Linked DNA regions of Gossypium hirsutum: region 2 is linked to region 1. A link is a contact called in public Hi-C data. All regions are on one chromosome and are shown on one strand. Each heading gives the region's core, a stretch centred on a gene start, on an enhancer-like site or on the middle of the called end of the contact. The rest is flanking DNA. Distances are from core to core; before and after follow the strand shown.

Evidence for each region. A called contact is a pair of places that touch in the nucleus more often than the background predicts.
Region 2: a contact with region 1 is called in a Hi-C map of leaf, with 5 times the contacts expected there. The contact joins the enhancer-like site here to the promoter of LOC107896507 in region 1. A contact is called at or near these places in 17 of 34 Hi-C or Micro-C datasets (anther, callus, hypocotyl and 3 more).

The regions. Positions count from the first base shown.
Region 1 is chrA11:28,291,237-28,294,934 of Gossypium_hirsutum_v2.1, forward strand. LOC107896507 (calcium uniporter protein 2, mitochondrial) reads left to right here and starts at 1,690. Exons shown (of 2, transcript XM_016821690.2): 1 at 1,690-2,494; 2 at 3,287-3,698. The coding sequence starts at 1,913.
Region 2 is chrA11:28,645,661-28,648,909 of Gossypium_hirsutum_v2.1, forward strand. No RefSeq gene overlaps it. Among protein-coding and RNA genes, the nearest start is that of LOC121210673, 48 kb to the left of the region's middle. Within about 2 kb of position 1,626, at least 6 of the 9 cell types and tissues checked have an H3K27ac peak or open chromatin away from gene starts, as enhancers often do. A contact at or near this core is called in hypocotyl and leaf, where this site is marked.

The sequences.
Region 1 (3,698 bases), core at 440-2,939:
AATAAAATATTTTGAACTCCAAAAGTTGTATTAAAAAAAGTAACATCTGTCAATCCATTAATTCTTTTTCTTAATATTATACCCATAGAAAGTTAAAAAAAATAAAATTCACAGCGTGTAGAATAACAATCTTAGAAAAAAGATATCAAAATCCCTAAAACCGTAATTTCAACCAAATTAAACTTTATTAATTTATTCATAAATGTGCCCTAAAATAATTTTTATAATCAGTTGGATTTGCTTAAAATATTGTTGAAGAAAACTTTTAAACATTGTGATCCAACTACTTATTTAGGAGTTATCTGGTTAAGTTGATAGGTTAATATTAATATAAAATAAAGTTTTAATATATTATCTTAAATTATGCAGAAAATTAGATGTATTTTTTAAGATGAAAACATTAATCATGTGATTAAATTCTTTTTTATTTTATGTTATCTTTTAAAATAAGTGTTGAATCTAGAATCAAATTTGGTTATGGATCTAATCTAAACCCCAGCATTCGAAGAACAACAAAAAGAAAATCTAAGCACCACATCACCTTCCTATATTTCTTCTTTATCCTTAAATAAATAACATATATTCATGAAGCTGTCTTGAAACATTTACATTACTTAAGCTTCATTTGATGGATAAGGAAAATAATTTTGTCACATTCATTATTATTTTAGTTTCAAATAATATTGTTTTGTACATCTAAATTATTATCATTAGCATTAATCGTTATTAAAATGATTTAAGTTAACATTTTTAAATTTAGATCAAAATAAATTTAGCCACTTTAGAACTGATATGTAAATATTGAATCAATTTGGAATGGTTGAATATATGTTTCTCCCCACAATAAAACCAAAAGAATATGGTCGGATTACAAATGCTTGGGAGGATTTGAGTTAGAATTAGTCGTGAGCTATAATTATGTTAAAATGTTCAATAATTAAGGGATTATAAAGTGAATAAAAAACGAATATTTCAAATTTGTTTTAACCATCAAATCTTTTTCATATTTTATTAACTCCTCAAATGCTTTGACTGTGATACTGTTTTTTTTTTATTATTATTATCTTACAGCCACCAGGTGGCAATCGTTATATCAACTCCTTGACGAAATTTTTGTCACCCAAAGAAAAATAAAATAAAATGTTGAGGATTTATCGTGAACGCAAACAACTTTAAAGATTTTGTTTATTACATAAATACCAAAATATATGTGGCGACACGTTTGTGTGAACGTTTATATTCATCCATCCAACCCCAAAAAGGAAACTTGATTTGCTTTCCACTTCTGTCTTAGCTGCCGTCAAACACACAGAAATTTTCCCATGTAATCCAAACCCTTCTATTTATTCTCACCTTCTAGATTTCTTCCGCTAATAATGTTACACGTGTTCAACAAATCAGTATTTATGAATTACAAAATGAAAGTCAACATCAGGTAAGGCGCGAATGATAAATTTTCATATGATCTGACGGTTCAAAAGGTCATTTGTAGTTCAAGCTCAACCCTCCACGTGTAGTGTGATTAGCTCATGCTCTTCGATATTTCCTCTCGTGAAATCGGTTCTCCAATTTCTCGTTCCGATAAATTGAAAAGAATCGCCCCTAACGAGATGATCCTATAAGCATGCTCGAAAATGTAAGGCAGGGAGTAATCTAAAGTGCGAAGTATGTTTTCAAATCTCTCAAATTCTCGCGTTATTTTCATTCTTTTTTTGTAAATTTCTATTTTTCTGTTTATCTTCCTCCATTGTTGGACCCTATAAAACGGGCCAAAACCTTCATTGATTGTGCCAACACCAAGCGAGCAAAGCTTTCAAATCTTCTAAACTCTATCCCCCCCACCCCAGAAAAAAAAAAAAACAACAACAACAACAACTTTTTGATAATTAGTTAGCTTCTTTAATTTCTAGCAATGGCGTTGAGGAAAACCTTGGCAGAGAAGCTTTTTAATATTTCGAAAATTTCTTCGCAAGCTGTTACTAACTGCCGGATTTCCTCACCGACGGTTCAGAAGCGGATCGCAAGAAAAACGGGGAAAGCAGCAACCGGTATGACGGTGGATCCAGTAGATGCTAAGGGTAACGGCCATGGCATGTTCAGGCGGTTTCTTCATAAAGGATCTATGGCTTCACCGGCGATGAGGAAGTTACCGATGGGGGAGAATTTAATGGAGAGATTAAGGGAAATCGATGTGTCCAGGGATCGCATCCGGTTAGACGGGTTGAGCTCGCACTTGGAGGCGAAATCGGCGGTTTCGGAGCTGCCTGCACTGTCCGTTCGGGAAGCGAAGAAGTTGTTAAAGGTGGCGCAGTTGGAAGTGGTGAAAACGAAGCTGAGAGAGACAGGGAAAATCTGGATTTCTTATTCCGACTTTCTTCGGATTTGCGGAGAAAGTTGTTCGGATCATGAACAAGGATTGCAGTTTGCGAAATTGCTAGATGAATCAGGAACCGTCGTCGTATTAGGAAACATCGTCGTTTTACGATCGGAACAGGTAGATAAATTTTTTTGTCTATTTATTATCTCTTGAAATTTTATATTGAAAGCAGATAAGATCTTATTTATGTTTTGGCTTACAACGATAGCATATATGTATACATTAAAATTACATGCTTATGGTGATGGTGATGAAAAGTAGGTCCCGAATTCAATTCACTTATTATTAGCATTAGAAGCTACCGAAAACTGATTTTCTGGGTTTCTTTTTCTGCTAATTTCAACAGGATTTTTTTTTTACTACAGGTCTCTAAAAACGTATCACATTTGAGATGGTTTCTGAGAATTGAACTGAAGGACCCAAATTTTTTATAAATAAATCCCTCGGATGTTTCTACAGTATGACCACAAATATCACAACTTTTTTTTCACAGTTAATCTCCTGGGCTTTTATAAATAAAGCCCTTGGATGTTTCTACATTTTGTTTTGCATGCATATTCTCCAACTTTTGAGTTGGTAGAGGGCGAGGGGTGATGATGGGAGTTATGTTTTAATGGGCAACGAATTGGGGAAGATGTGTTTGGATGTTTAGATTTGAGGAGATGTACGAAACTATTGAGCGGAAAGGTGGCGTTGTCGAACAAGGAAAATGGTTGGTGGAGGAATAGAGGTTGGAATGGCCTCATATGATAAAGATGGGCTTCAACTTGACCTGACATAAGCATTAATCACTTTTTATTGTTTACTTGCTTTCATCATCCTTCATAGTCATAATTACTGGTACGAATTTGAGTCAATTTTTGTTTCTTTCAAGTTGAGCCAACAGAGATTTCCACTTTGTGACTACAGGTAGCAAAAGCACTTGGTGGTCTAATTCCTTTATCTAGATCAAACCCGAATGATCCCAGAAGAAAAGAACTGGCTGCGCTAGAAAAGGAGAAAGCAATAATCGATTCAAAAGCCGATTCCCTGGTCCGTCGCGAACTCTGGCTTGGCCTGGCATTCATGGTGGTCCAAACAGCCGGGTTCATGAGGCTAACCTTTTGGGAACTCACATGGGACGTGATGGAACCCATCTGTTTCTACGTCACCTCCATGTATTTCATGGCTGGATATGCATTTTTCCTCAGGACATCCAAAGAACCTTCTTTTGAAGGGTTTTATAAGAGCAGGTTCAGCACAAAGCAAAGGCAGCTGATCAAGGCATACAATTTTGATATCCAGAGGTATAATGAGCTCAAAGCAATGTTCCCATCCACAG
Region 2 (3,249 bases), core at 376-2,875, 350 kb after region 1:
TGGAACTCTCCTCCCCAATCACTCTGAAATTGTTTAATGGTTTTCTCAAACTGATTTTTTTTCTAATTGTTGAAATTAAACAAAGCAATCGATTGCCTGAGACTTTTGACGAATAAGATATACCCAGGTAAAGCGAGTGCACATGTCAATAAATAAAACATAATACCAGTTGTAGCCACAAACAACAGACGCAAGTCCCCATAGATCGGAGACCACCAAGGAAAAAGGTTCATTATATTTAGTATTAGAAAGTGAAAAATGGAGTTTATGCGACTTCTCTTTTTGACATGCAGTACAAACAGTATCAAGACATTCTTTATTGAAAGCAATACCACAGTTATTCAAAACATCCTTAACAAAAGCAGCAGATAGATGACCAAGACACTTGTTCCAGAGAGTGAAAGTGTCACAACTGTCGCTCTGATTCGGAAGCCCAACGTCAGTATTAGAGGGATCTACAAGATACAAAGCAGGTACATAGGGCGGAGAGAAGTGATAGAGCCCATCACGAATATGGCCCTTTAGCAATATTTCACTGGTCTTGATGTCATTGACAACATAAAAGGTCGGATGAAATTAAAAAAAAACATCATTTTCAGTGGCAAATTGAGACACAGATATGAGATTTTTCAGTATGGTTGGCACACATAACACATTAGATAGTCGGAGCAATTTATGCGGAGTAGGTAACATTGAGTTTCCAACAGAGAAAATCTTAGGCGGAGTACCATCACCTATTAAAAGAGAAGAGTTACCTGAATAAGTTGTAGAACCATTCAATGTAGACGTATTGCGACAGACACGGTGTGACACCCTAAAGTGAGGATACCATGAGGCAGTACCCACTGGTAGAGAAACAAAAGAATCAGAACCATCAAAGTTGGATTCATACTAAGTGGCATGCACATTAGACCCTAAAGTATCGGAGATATCAGACGTATGGACCTCAGGTATACGCGGAAGCCTAATGCATAGATCGAAGCCCGTATAAATTCAAGCCCGTGGTTTTGTTCGCCAAGGAACATATGGCCCAAGCCCATTATATGTACTTGCATCCAACGGCCCAAATGCATGACCAAAACCAAAAGATGGAGCAGCTTCCACATGGTTAGCAATAGGCCCATTTGGTTTCGACCAAGCAGGGTGAGAAACACGTCCACGCCCAAATTCATGCATTGGGCCAGAAGGTGGGCCACGCATGTGGACTCCATTAGACGGAACCCCATCAGCGCCTGCAGCAATCATTGTTGACCCACGTCCATAATCATAACCAACATTTGACCCACCATAGGCCCCAGCAAAGTAATTTGATCTATCAACATAAACACAAAATGGGTTAGTAAACTTATTACCTTCATTTCTGTATTACGGCGTAAAAACCCTATTATTTCCATTTGTGAATTCCGGCGCAGGAGAAGGCCACTGATTCCCAGAGGCAACACCTTGCGGAGCTGATGAGCGAGAGGCAACACCTTGCGGAGCTGATGAGCGAGAGGCAACAAATAGACTAGACACCAGCGTCGGAGCAAAAAAACCATTATTCTCGCCCGGACTAGAACGTGCGACTCGTTTATAACTACAATCTCCAAATGATGGGCCATCATTGTCTTTATTGTACTGGTAATAACACTTTTGAGCCACATAGCCAAATCTACTGTAGCTTTGACATTGAATACAGGGCTGGAACCCTCGTCCCTGACCTCCAGTTGGTGGGCGACCACCACGCTATGAGTCAACTACATTCGGCGTCAAACCGGAATCTATCAGATTCGCATGAAGAGGAACATCGAGCATGGCGCGTAACTGTCGGCTTTCATACTCAAGCAATACATCAATGAGGAGTTAGAGTGGCAGTGGCTCCGACGAGAACGACGCTAATGTGATAACAGCGTCAAACTTCGGAGGTAAACCTGCAAGAACGATTTCTACTTTGTTCGCCTTCGGGATCCAAGAGCCAGAGGCCTCTATTAATGCACACAGGTTTTGTAGCTTTCTTATGTAATCTTGGATGAAAAGGTTACCTTTCTTCAGGGAATGGAGATCATGACGAAGACGAGAAAGCTTGGCCCTGATGGGCGCAGAAAATAGACGTGTGGCGGTGGTCCACACATCGCATGCCGACCGAGCCTCTGTAAAAGATGTTAGTACCGAAGGAGATATGGTTGATAAAAGGCAGTATGTTAGCAACCGATCTTGTTGAAGAAATGCCGAAGCATCAGAATTCGGCACAAGAGAGCCGTCTGGAAACGTCAGAAATTGCAGCGGAGGAGGTACAGTACGATCCAAAAATCCAGGCAACTCATATCCTTCAACGATAAGTCTAATATGTTGTTTCCATTGAATAAAATTGCTAGCATCTAATTTTACCGTTTCATGGCGAGGAAACGATAGTATGAGGCGAGCGCTGGTGAAAGCCTGAGATCCAGGCTCAACCGAAGCAGATTTAGTAGAGGCCGTGGTGTTCATGGAGGAGAACGAGAGGCAGATGAGCAGGTCCCAATATCGTCAGGCGAATGATACCATGTTGAAATCTCATGTAGAAATCAATAAAGCTCAACTAAGTATTAGAAAACAGAATTGAAGAATTGAAAATTTATGTATTATTTCTCTTAACATTGATCAGTACACTTGAGGTATTTATAGATGAGCTACTATCTAGTAACTGCTGTTAACAAAATAACAGATTTAATCTAACAGTCTCTATTATTCTATTATTAACAACATCCACCAAAGAGGGAAAAAACGTTTAAAAAAAAACTGTAGATTTCCTACAATTTAAGTAGTATAGTTTGATTCTGTATAATCTTTAAGATTTTTTTTCTTTGTTTTCTGCTTTATCTGGGACCATGTTGAATTCTATTAATGGCGAAGTCACTTTGGCCATCGTGTGGCGATATTAAGGTTTAATGAAGCACCTGAACAACGCTCATCTACTCAAAATCAACTAGGTGAGGTGATCACTATATAATCACTCTCAAACCATGTTCGCTAAGATAAGCCCATGAGGTCCTACAGCTTTGGATCAGTTAAATCTCTCTGAACAAAATTATATCTAATTCAAGGAGAACAGTACCCCCGGGGGCCTATTGGCTTGGGCGTATTAGCCATTCCAATTTAGACTACATAATAAAGCATTTCAGTGAAAAAAAAATACATGATTAAACATTTTAGTGAAATCTAAATTATTATTTGTAAAGTAAGTTATATCATGGCTGTTTTAATTCTTTTATAAATCAATAAAAATATATC